Regions from separate parts of the Zea mays genome. Here regions 1 and 3 are each linked to region 2. The links are chromatin contacts, called in public Hi-C maps. All regions are on one chromosome and are shown on one strand. Each heading gives the region's core, a stretch centred on a gene start, on an enhancer-like site or on the middle of the called end of the contact. The rest is flanking DNA. Distances are from core to core; before and after follow the strand shown.

Region 1 (3,874 bases), core at 58-2,557, 130 kb after region 2:
GATAAGGTGTCAGGCGATCCTTGCCTTAAATGCTCCTGCTATATGGTCGGTTGGCGTGGTGATCTGGCCAAGGTTGCTTCTCTGCGAAGACTGGGCCTCGGGCGAGCCGAAGGTGTGTCCGTTGCTTGAGGGAGCCCTCGGGCGAGACGTGAATCCTCCGGGGTCGGCTGCCTTTGCCCGAGGCTGGGCTCGGGCGAGGCGAGATCGTGTCCCTTGAGAGGACTGAGCCTTGACCTTAATCGCGCCCATCAGACCTTTGCAGCTTTGTGCTGATGGGGGTTACCAGCTGAGATTAGGAGTCTTGGGGGTACCCCTAATTATGGTCCCCGACAATTCTAGACACAAATACGTAAAAAGCGATGCGCTATCGACCAGTCTCGTTTAGATTATTAAACTAATGTCTCAATTACTTATCGAATACTCCATCCGTTTCAAATAGTATTTGTTTTAGCTTTCTTGATTTTTATATTTATATTCAACTATATGATGATGAATCCACTAAAGAAGCAAAATAAATTCTATTTTGATATAGAGAGAATATTATTTACTATACATATGATGATTGCATCGGTAGAGAGAAGCTTTTTAAAATTGAAATATTTTGTAAACTATTTATGGTCAACGATAACTCAAGAGAGGTTAAATGACTTAGCGATTCTATATATCGAAAAAAGTTGTTGGATAAGATTGATCTCAATAATATAAACGATGACTTTGTATCACAAAATGTTAGAAGATATTTTTAATGATATCAGATAACAACTAAGTGTTTTTGGATATATTTTACATTTGTTATCTTATAAACTTCAAAACAATGCATAATAATTTTTATACGTCAAATATTCGATAATATATGTATAATTATATATATTTGTATAATATATGTATAATTATATATATTTGTGTGTGGATGGGGCCTCTATATCGGATTTCTTACAGGGCCCCCGAAAAGTCAGGAACAACCTTGGATCTGGTAGTTGAGGGACGCCGTTTGTTTGTTTTTAGGGTTCCAAAACACTTGTTTTACATTTTTTCTTTCTTTCTTTTAGAAACACACGTTGGATTACAATTCCCGATGTCGGCCTGGTTTCGTTTCAAGCCCGAACTACTAGAAAACTGCTTTGAGCCCAACTGTCAAAGCCCACCGGCGGGCTCTCCAATCCAACAAAGGCAAAGCGGCAGCGGCCACTCCATTTCCCTGACACGTGGTGCCCATCCCACATGCCTGCTTCTCGCCGGCGCCCGTCTGTCTGTACGAGTACGACTCGTCCCTCGTCCGTGCCAATGGAGAATTGGAGCCGGCCGAACAGAACCAAATCCGTGCCCGTGCGAGGAAGATCTCAGCGGCTGCTGGCGCGGGGGGTCGTTGGCTCGTTCCAAACTCGCCTGACTCCGCCCACCGTCTCTTGGTCGCCCCACACGATCTCTCCACCACTCCCCACCCGGCGCCGGCGAGGCGCGAGGAGGGCCAGCAATGATGGTCTCCTCCCACTCGCAGTCGCAGGCGGGCCGCCGGCGGCGATGGAGGTGCTTGCTGCCGCTCCTCGTAGGCGCCGCCTTCCTCGCCGAGATCGCCTTCCTCGGCCGCCTCGACATGGCGAAGAACGCCGAGGTGGTCGAGAGCTGGACCACCTCCTTTTACCGCCGCTCCTCCCATTGGGGTGAATCCGTGGGCCGGGGCGCGGTCCCGAGGGCAGACGGCGACGGCGACGGCGAGGACGAAGAGATCCGGCGGTGCGAGCAGCGGCTCGAGAGGGAGGACGCCGTGCCCTACGACCGCGACTTTGACAGGGATCCCGTGCTTGTCGGTGGCGCTGCCAAGGTCTAGTGCATGCCTTTTTTCCCTCGTGCTCTTAGTTTGAGTTAGGAAAGTTAGTTTGTTAACGAATTGGTTCCACTGACCTGCTGCTGAGGTGGATCGAAGTTACTTCATAAGTTCTGGCGAAATCTCTGTTGCGTGAAACCTAGACCATCCGCCTGATTAAGTATTCATACTTGGTGAAGCATGACAGCAGCAGCTGGCAGCATTTTATGCTTGTATTTTTAAGCGTAAATCTTCATTCATTACGAATTTATGAAATAAGTCGTCCGAATAACAATATAACGTCATACAAGGACTTCTTCAGATTGTCTGTGGACGACTTGTATATGCATAGTCTGAGAGGGTGCCACTGGTTCCTATATGATTATGGAACCTTAAGTATTTGTGGCTTAGCTGAGCCAAAGAGAGAAATTTGAGCCTGATACAAATAAGATTACCCAAAAATGAAATGCTTCACTTTAGTTTCCCCTCTCTGCCCAGCCTTGACTCGGCCTAGCTGCTCAACCAGTTGGATTTTATGTCGAGGCATGTTTATATGTGCCTAAAGCCCTGAACCTTTGTACTAGATTAGTACTCTGTTCCTTGAATGAAAATAGGAAGTATCTCTGCCAGTGGCGGAGGCATCGCCCGGCCAGCCTGGGCTCGTGCCCGGGCTTCGCCTTCGACGACATGCAAGTGACCAGCTCGTATTCATCAGCCACAGACGTGGTCACACCATGGCCTCCCCATGGCAGCTAGCCAGCTAACCATCATGGCCTCACCCTCAATCCCTCGCGGTCACCAACGCCAAACGCTAGAGGTAGCTGCCTAGCACCAACAGCCAATCATCTCCCCAGGGCCTGGCCGCGCTCGCGCCAGTGCTGCAGTTGGCTGCCCTCTGCTGGCTTGGTCGACTCCTTCCTCCTTCGGCGCGGCTCACAGCAGCCCAGCGGACGGTGGCCACAGCAGGCTAACCCCGGCCACCCTGCGCAGCGTGCCCAGGCCCAGCCCCGGCTGCACGCTCTCAGCAGACCAACACAGCGCCCAGCATCAGCAGTCGGCCGTCTGACGCCCAACCTCAGCAAGCCAGCAGCCGGAGATGGAGCCGCTTTCTCCTGACGGTGCCCAGGCTTGAATCCGTGGCTGGCTCCGCCACTGATCTCTGCATGCTTGTATTGTCTCAAATGGTTAATTCGGATAGTTTGTTCAGATAAATGTAGTAAGTTTGAATAGCATTTGGTTTAGAAACCTATCATTTGGCACTTATTCTTCATCAATTCATCTCTTTTTGGCGGGAGGAAAGTGTATTGCTCTTAGATTAGAACAATTCTTGTGTCATGTTGATGTAGAAAGGAAAGTGGATGCAGTATTAATGTGTGTTACTCAAGGAGTGTGTTCTAAATACAAAGGAGTAAATAATTCTTAAATGCAACTGCTCAATGCCCTCCTTTCAATTCAATCCTCAATTGCAGTTTTGTTGTTCTGAAACCACGGGAAGTCTTGTTTTAAAAGCAGTGGTGGAACTTGCCTAAAATACGGAGTGGGTCCGCCTATATAAAGAAATCGTAGTTCTACAAAATTTTAAGTTTATTGAGTGGTGGATTATACTAGGCAAATACTAGTTTGAGCCTAGCATGCATTACAAGCCTTAATTTTTAATTACACATATCATGCTAGAATGAAAAAGGGGCCACAGCCCAAGCTGGCTGACTCGAATCTCCGCCCCTGCTAAGGAAGTTTTTTTTTCTGTTTTTTGTCACACTATTTGTTTTAATTTATTATTGTTTGATATTGCCGATGCTGAGTAGAACTTACTTGTTTCATAAAACTGATGTAAGGGTTTATGATTTGTATAGTAAGAAGGGTACAAGGCGTTTTGTCTAAATGATTTTTAAAATTTCATTTCTGTTGGGCCATACAGACTTTAAGCATTATAGATTCATATGTTCATGCTTGCACAATTAGTGATGTGCTGCTATTTATCGAGATTCTGCCACATATATGGAGATTGTGCTGCATATCCATAACATTAATGACCCATCAATGTCTTACTCCACATCTGTCGATATACGG
Region 2 (3,636 bases), core at 1,104-3,603:
CCCAGATATAAACACTAATCCTAACGATAGCGTTAGGGGTCAGCTGGTGGAAATAGATTCCGAACCTCCTCAATACCTCTGCAATAATCCCATGTAGGGGGAATCTTAATCCAGCCTTTAGGAAGCTCTTAAAAATAACAATTTCATCTTTCTCCGGCTTTGGGGTAGTCTCTTCTCCTCCGAAGCGTAATAGCTTCTTTTGATTTTCAGTAAAATAGCCTGACTTTACCATCTTGGACAAGTCAGCCTTCGAAACAGTAGATTTCCCGAAGTCTAAATGGCTGGGTTTGCTTGGCATGGCAAGGTGATAATCATCTTCGGGGTCAGTTTCCTCAGCATCTTCTCCTTCTGCTTCAGCGATTGCTTGTTCCGCATCATCACTAGGAATCTTCTCCGAAGTCACTAGCCCGGATCGTTGCATGGCTTCGGAGATAGGAACAGTCTCCGAAGCTTCAGTTTCGTCCCCCTCACGCTCAACCCTAGCGGTAGAACGGATTCTGGCCATTTAACTATGAACTTGTGAAACTTTAATACTTTTTTCCTCCGAAGCAGGTTTCAAGATGGAGCTTCGTTCGATTCCGACAAACAAGCTTCGGCGGCAGTTAAAAATTTTGGCAGCAAAACAGTGCAAATAGCAGTAAATGCTGTGGTAACTTCACACCTACTCGTCTGTTTATATAGTGCCGCAGGTAAGAAGGCGAAGCGCCAGAAGTTTTACACCAGGCGGACACCCGCTCGCACTCGCTGTGCGGTGGACCGCAGAGACCGAACAGTAACTCTGCAAGGTGGGGCCGCTACGCGCAGGGAGATTGAATCGTTTCTCGACAACGAGCTCAGGGAAGGTGTTTTTGAGACCTTCGGCGCTCCGAAGCTTAAGAAACTTTTTTCACGGATCAAGCTCGTTACGAAAAACGATCTAGCACCGCGAAAGGGGCTACTGTTGGGTCTATGCTTCGTCGCCGAAGGTCTTATAGAAAGAAGTGGTCCTCGGATGAAGCTGTTTGTATGAGATAGCCGAAGGTTCCTCTTCGTAAAGCTTCGGCATTACAAACCGACTTAAAGATAGAATGACCTTTTAGTCCATAAAGGTCTGAGTCAATGTTGTAAGTTTTTATAAGGGGTATACTTGTAATTCCTCACAGGCTGCGTCCTGTGCCTATAAATAGTGAACAGTATTCCGTTACTGTTCAGGCATTCGATTAATTACAATCGCATCTCTCGGAATTCAACTCTTTGCCAAGGCAAAGGTATTATTGTATTTAATGGTTCAATATATTAAGAAAATACAATGTTATTCATCTATGATGTATTTATTCCTTTCATACCTTTTGTTTTATGTCATTTTACAATTTTTACTGAAATTTTATTACGAAGATTCGAGCTTCGTAATTATGCTTTTATTAACCTTCGTCCAAGATCCATTATTCTAATGTTTCATAGACGAAGGACATTAACATTTAACACTTTATGTTGCCTTGTTCTTAATTCAAAGCATTTGAGAACAAGTCCCCAATAGGGCTTGTTTGATATAACTATTGTTTATTGGAAAAGCAATTTATTTGAGAAGTTAGCGAAAAGCAGCTTAAGCTGCAGTTCATTCTAAATAGGCAATAAACAAAAGTTATCGAAGAAGCGTCCTATTTAGTAGAGATTTTTTTTGTTTAAATCCGTAAAGAAAGAAGCTAGTAGAAAATAAGCAGTGACAATTATGGTCAGCTTATTGGGTTGTCCTGCTGCAGCTGTTTGGATTGTAGCAGTTGTAATCTACGAAGAGACATAATACAGCAAAAATCGCAGGTACAACTAGATTAAAGTCGCAGCGAGGAAGCACGTGTGCCGCACGTCGTTACAGCGGGGAACAGCCTTTCGCTTCACTCCAAGGTCGTCTTGCGCGAGTTCCCATCCAGTTGCACATGCTGGAATATGAACTCTCTGATGGAAATGAAAATTCTATTAACTAGTACCGCCAAAACCATTAGTACCTACCAAAGTATCAATACAGGACAGCTCCCTCTTCGTAAATTTTGAATCCCAGAAATTTGATAAAATTCCATCTCAAATCATGCACCAGTTCGTCAGTTGAGCATGCGCCAGCCTCATGATGCCACAAGCAGGTGTCGACCCTTTCCTAAATCCCAAAATAAAAAGAATTCGCCTGTAAAATTAACTGTCTATTCCCCAATCTGTGCCGCACGATGTTGTTCTGAATTTCATTTTTAGGGCATGTACAATGGGTGTTTTAAGTTGTGTCTTACAGTGTGTCTAGGGGGGTGAATGTAAAAAAACTCAAGACACGTATCTTGACGAAGACACAGTGTCTTAGCTCTATGTTCGAGACAGAAGACTATCTGATTGGTCACTTTAATTTATTGAATACTCTGATTGGTACAATGAATATCGTAAGACACATGTTTTAGACACGACCACTGTATTATGTTGTGTTTTAGTTGTATCTTGTATTTGGAGTACCGTGCAGTAGTATCTGGGTTGTACATGCCCTGAACTGCTCGAATTTTTTTACTGGTAGTGGTACCCTACCGGTACGAAGCACGAGGAGAGGAAGCCAAAAAAGGGCACCCCATGCTACACCCAGATCTGGTTGGTACGATGCTTCCGTGAATGCGCGCCTACCCCGCGCACCTGCCCACTGACACCCACCTAGGCCAACTGATGCCTCGGCCCCATGCCGTCCTGGTCCACTCCCCGGCGTCACAGCCGCGGCGGCGCCCGCAGCGGTGGCGGCCTCGTGGGTGACTCTTGTTCTTGTCGGGGGTTAAAAAAATGGCTGCCAACGGAGGCGCTGCCCCCACGTCTCGCGCTCTGATTGGCCCGGCGTCGCCTCTACCGGCTCGAGCCTCGGTGCCGCCACGTAGTACTCCTACGCCCCCCCGAGCTCCACTGCCTATCCCACCTTCCCCGGATCCTCTGCGACCTGCGACAGGTACGGCGTGGCAGTGGCCAGTGGGTGTGCGGGCGCGTGCACCGGCGCAGACGATCCGGGCGAGCTCGGCACTTTTTTATACGTACGCAGCGGCGCTGGTAGGGGACACCTGTCCGCCGCCGCACTCTGACCCCCGCCCCCGCCGCAGCGAGACGAGATCGCCCGCACCAAAGCAAGCCGAGGCGGCGAGCGGGACAGGTAGCGGCTGCCTACCACCGCCAGCCTCCGCCCACCCAACAACAGCACCACCACCACCACCACAGTCCGGTCCCGTGCCTTCCAATTCGGTCGTCCCACGCATCGATTGCGCCCGCGCACGCGCCCGTCGCTTTGCCGTCTTCGACCACCCGCAAGCAACCTATATAGCGCGCCGCGAATTCCGCCCGGCTTCCTCGTCGCCCGCCGCAGTGAGTGAGAGGAGGAGGTCGATGGATCTCAAGGACAGCGAGAGGAGGGGGGCGGCGGGGCCGGGGCCGCTGTCGAGGCAGGGGTCGATCTACTCGCTCACGTTCGACGAGTTCCAGAACACGCTCGGCGGGACGGGGGGAGGGCTCGGCAAGGACTTCGGCTCCATGAACATGGACGAGCTGCTGCGGAGCATCTGGACGGCAGAGGAGAGCCAGGCCATGGCGTCGGCCTCGGAGCCCGCGGCGGGGGCGGCCGGCGACGGCGGGGCGGCGCTGCAGAGGCAGGGG
Region 3 (4,017 bases), core at 625-3,124, 190 kb before region 2:
AGTGTAAGGGCGAGAGGCTCCAAGTTGTGGAGATTCCTCGCGAACGGGATAAGAAAAGAAAAGCATAACACTGTGGTATTCAAGTTGATCATTGGATCACTTGAGAGGAGTTGAGTGCAACTCTCGTCCGTTGGGACGCCACAACGTGGAGTAGGCAAGTTTTGTACTTGGCCGAACCACGGGATAAATCACTGTGTCTTCTCTGTGTTGAATTCTTTGTGACTATCGTATTGTGCAAAACCTTCTCTCTAGCCACTTGGCGATTATTGCGCTGACACTTAACAAGTTTTTGTGGCTATAAGTTTAAGTTTCACAGGATCACCTATTCACCCCCCCTCTAGGTGCTCTCAAATGTTTGAACCTCCGTTCCGGGTATTAAATGTAGTCGGATTATAAAACTAATTTGTCAGCCGAAGATTAAAAGACGAGACGAATCTAGTCCAGTTGGTTGGGTCTATATTTTATACTCCTATTTAAAAGTCAAACGCTTGATGTGACCCGGGCTAAACTTTAGCAGGAGCAACCAAACACCCCCTAAAAAAAGGTTCATCCCGCGAGCGCTTATGATGGTTCAGTGATGCACAGAACAATTTCGCTGCTATACAGCAGATTACTGTTTGATTTTCATGGAGACTGTTTGATTTTCGGTGCTATACAGCATGGAGGGAACATTTCTAGGGGTAGAGATGGCAATGGGTACCCGAAACCAGAATACCCGACGGGTTTAACCCGATATGAAGGCGGGTACAGGATGATTTCTCTACCCGCGGGTATGCTAATGGGTAAAAACCTCTACCCGTTGGGTAGACAGGTACGAATACGGGTTGGAACTACCCATACCCGTCTACCCATGGGTAAAATATACCTGCATCAATACAACTATAACCATCTAATAGAACCCATCTTAGTTAAAATAAAACCCTTCTCTAGCTATCATTTATCTAGATACCAAGTTATGTAATTATATGATTTATTATATGTGAAGTTGAAGTTGTTTTTATATGTTTATATAATATTTTGAGTGATTTGTATATTGGAATTTAAGACTTTCCTAGCGGGTACGGGTATGAGTAAGATTTTATACCCGCGAGTATATATGGGTAATGGGTACGAGTATGGAATGGTACTACCCGACGGGCATGTACCCGTTGCCATCCCTACTTAGGGAGAACCTAAACTCGGGAAGAGAAACCTAAGTCAGTTTGACAACTTCATTTTTTCAAGTGTTTTCCATTTTGCATAAAATAATAAAATCAAATTAACTTAATTAATATATATACTTAAATTATTATTAGAATGTAATTCAATTCAATAATCCAAGCGGAACATAAGAAAAAATAAACTATTTTTTTTTGGAAAATAAAAATCTTTTTAAAAAATAGGGTTACCGAACTATCCCTAAATAATTAAATATCTTAGATCTAGTTAGAAACTTAAATCCCTCGAAATTTTCTAGAGATTGAGAAAAAATAAGCTAATTTCTCGCTCAATATTCAAGAATCACGGAGATTAATATTCAAGAATCACGGAGATTTTAAGTTTTTAAATTAGCCCTAGAGTAGAAAAAAACCAGAGATTTTAAGAGGATTTGAGGTTGTAAACTAGTCCAAGATGGATGGAATAATACGGTGCTACGGCCTCAGCGCGGGGAGCAGGGGTGCGGCGCTGCGGTGGCGCGAGACGGGCTCGGCACGGCGGCGGTGTGACGGCCTCACGCGGAGTCGCGGCTGCGACGACGGCGTGCATGGACTCGGGTCAGCACGGGTCCGGTGGAGGGCCGTGCGCCCGTGCCTAGGCCGTGCTGCCCGTTTCCCATGTATCCCTTCCCCATATCCATACCTGTGTTCCATATGCCATATCCAAACGCCTACTCGCTTCTCCCGTCGTCTTCCCCGCTCCTACGACCTGCGTTTGTCGATGCTCTCTCCATGGCACCCTCTCCTCTCCCCCGTTGCACCTCCTGCCATGGAGCTACGGTCACCGCTGAACTCACATAACTGCTCCCTTACCTCCTCCATTAGACCACCGCCACCGCGCTCCTTGGCGCGGGCGCCCCCCACGCTTTCCGCCACCGCAGCAGCCGTCTCGTCGCTGTCCGCCACCTCAGCGGCCATCTCGTCGCCTTCCTGTCCAAAGAAGAAGGTCAGGTCTCCATTCGCCACCCCTGTCGCCGAAAGCACCTCGATGTTAACTTTTCGTCGCGCCTTCTATTGCGAAGGTTCTCGTGCCCATCGCCATGGGTACGGAGGAGATGGAGGCGGTCATCATCGCCGGTGTCCTTCGGCGGGCTTCCGCTGATGTGACGCTTGCCTCTGTGGAGGACGGCCTCGAGGTGGAGGCGTCCTGCGGCTCCCGCATCATCGCGGACACGCACATTGCCTCCTGCGCTGACCAAGTGTTCGATCTTGTGGCTCTCCCAGTAACTCACTTCCTCTTCTTTTACAAGTAGCATAAATGGTTCCTGTGGAGTTTAGTGCATTTAGGATAGGAATTAGCAAGGGAAATGATTCAGAAGCGCGTCAACCGTTCTAATATGTATTTTGACAACAACAAAAATTTGACAATCTTTCGTAAAAAAACTAGCAATTTGACAACACTTCTGCTGATGGTGAGTGACCAATCTCTCACGGTCTCACCTTTTTGTTCTGTGGTGTTACATGGCAGTGCACAAAATACAGTATCTGACCCATGCATTGCTCTGTGCAGGGAGGAATGCCTGGTTCAGTGCGATTGAGAGACAGTGACATCCTTCAGAGGATCACAGTTAGACAGGCTGAGGAGAAAAGATTGTATGGTGCTATATGTGCTGCACCGGCGGTTGTTCTAGTGCCGTGGGGTCTCCACAGGAGAAAAAAGGTGGTCATTTTGCTATATGGATAAATTTACTGTACTAATATTTGGGTTTTGTAGTGACATTTTTTTTACTTCTTTCTTTACAAGATCACCTGTCACCCATCTTTTATAGGAGATCTCCCTGCATTCCGGGCAGTTGAATCAAATGTTCAGGTTTCAGGAGAGCTTACTACAAGTCGTGGGCCAGGGACAACATTTCAGTTCGCTTTATCATTTGTTGAGCAATTGTTTGGGCTTCGTGCAGCTGAAGATATGGACAAGATTTTGGTTTGTCAAAAGAAACTTTAATACTTTTGTATTTCACATAATAGATTTAAGCGAATGAGTCTATAGCCTTATGGTCATAAGAGTCTTAATAGCACCTCAGGTCGTGCGTTCGACTTTCTATAGGATCGAATTTAAGTAGGCTAGGTTAAAAACACCACTCATTGGTCGTGTTCCTAAGTTATATGTGACCACCTGAGTCACTTTCAGTGAGATGCACATGGTCGTGTCCTTGGCCCTTTGTGGCATGTTCAGGGTAGCCAGCCTTCAGGGTGTTTCTCAGATTGCATGTGAGAAGTTTCTTCTTAATGCACTGCCACATGGCTCTCTTTTCCCACAGGTCAAGTCCTTTTTTCTTCATTTTGTAGTCTTTTTGTTGATGAGAGCGCTGAGAATATCTGTGTGCAGATCCTCCAGATGAGAGGCTCGTTTCAGGACCTCCCTAAGGACTTGTTTGGCTTTGTGGGAAATTAACTAGTTTTCCACCTCAATACATGTGGATTGCAGTGCAATCAAACAAGCCTTAAGGATTGGATGCTCCAAGGACAAACCCTGGGGCGCATGGTATGGTGTGTGTGTGGTAGTGGTGGTGGTGGGGGGGGGGGGAGTGTGTTTCCCCATTGGAGTTATTCCTTTTAGCTGATTAGGTTGTTTGACATAGGAATTCAGTCTGAATAGCTGTTGTAGTCAAGGTCATGGGTCCTACTCCCCTACCAGATTAAATTAATAAAAAATCTGAGACACATAATTCCTCCTTTTCATTCGTGCCCCGCCCCCCAACCTATGTACTCAAACTACTCAGTTTTTGTTTATCAATGATGACGGTTATTTTGTATATTCGTCTAGATGGCACAGACTCATGACGGTCTTGAAAGGAGTGCAGAAGTCAATGAGCTTGAG

Evidence for each region. Hi-C and Micro-C count contacts between places; a contact is called where the count stands out from the background.
Region 1: a Hi-C map of leaf mesophyll shows a contact between it and region 2, with 2.6 times the contacts expected there. The contact joins the promoter of LOC100273557 here to the promoter of LOC103643147 in region 2. A contact is called at or near these places in 11 of 25 Hi-C or Micro-C datasets (bundle sheath, ear, endosperm and 4 more) and 1 of 3 datasets of contacts at active chromatin or transcription factors (leaf).
Region 3: a Hi-C map of tassel shows a contact between it and region 2, with 2.4 times the contacts expected there. The contact joins the promoter of LOC100383711 here to the promoter of LOC103643147 in region 2. A contact is called at or near these places in 3 of 25 Hi-C or Micro-C datasets (ear, leaf and tassel).

Annotation. Positions count from the first base shown.
Region 1 is chr1:203,963,550-203,967,423 of Zm-B73-REFERENCE-NAM-5.0, forward strand. It overlaps LOC100273557 (3-alpha-L-fucosyltransferase), which reads left to right and starts at 1,308. Exons shown (of 7, transcript NM_001147975.2): 1 at 1,308-1,822. The coding sequence starts at 1,475.
Region 2 is chr1:203,832,625-203,836,260 of Zm-B73-REFERENCE-NAM-5.0, forward strand. LOC103643147 (bZIP transcription factor TRAB1) reads left to right here and starts at 2,354. Exons shown (of 4, transcript XM_008666300.3): 1 at 2,354-3,636. The coding sequence starts at 2,782.
Region 3 is chr1:203,644,799-203,648,815 of Zm-B73-REFERENCE-NAM-5.0, forward strand. LOC100383711 reads left to right here and starts at 1,875. Exons shown (of 9, transcript NM_001176348.1): 1 at 1,875-2,142; 2 at 2,219-2,419; 3 at 2,707-2,856; 4 at 2,941-3,120; 5 at 3,964-4,017. The coding sequence starts at 1,918.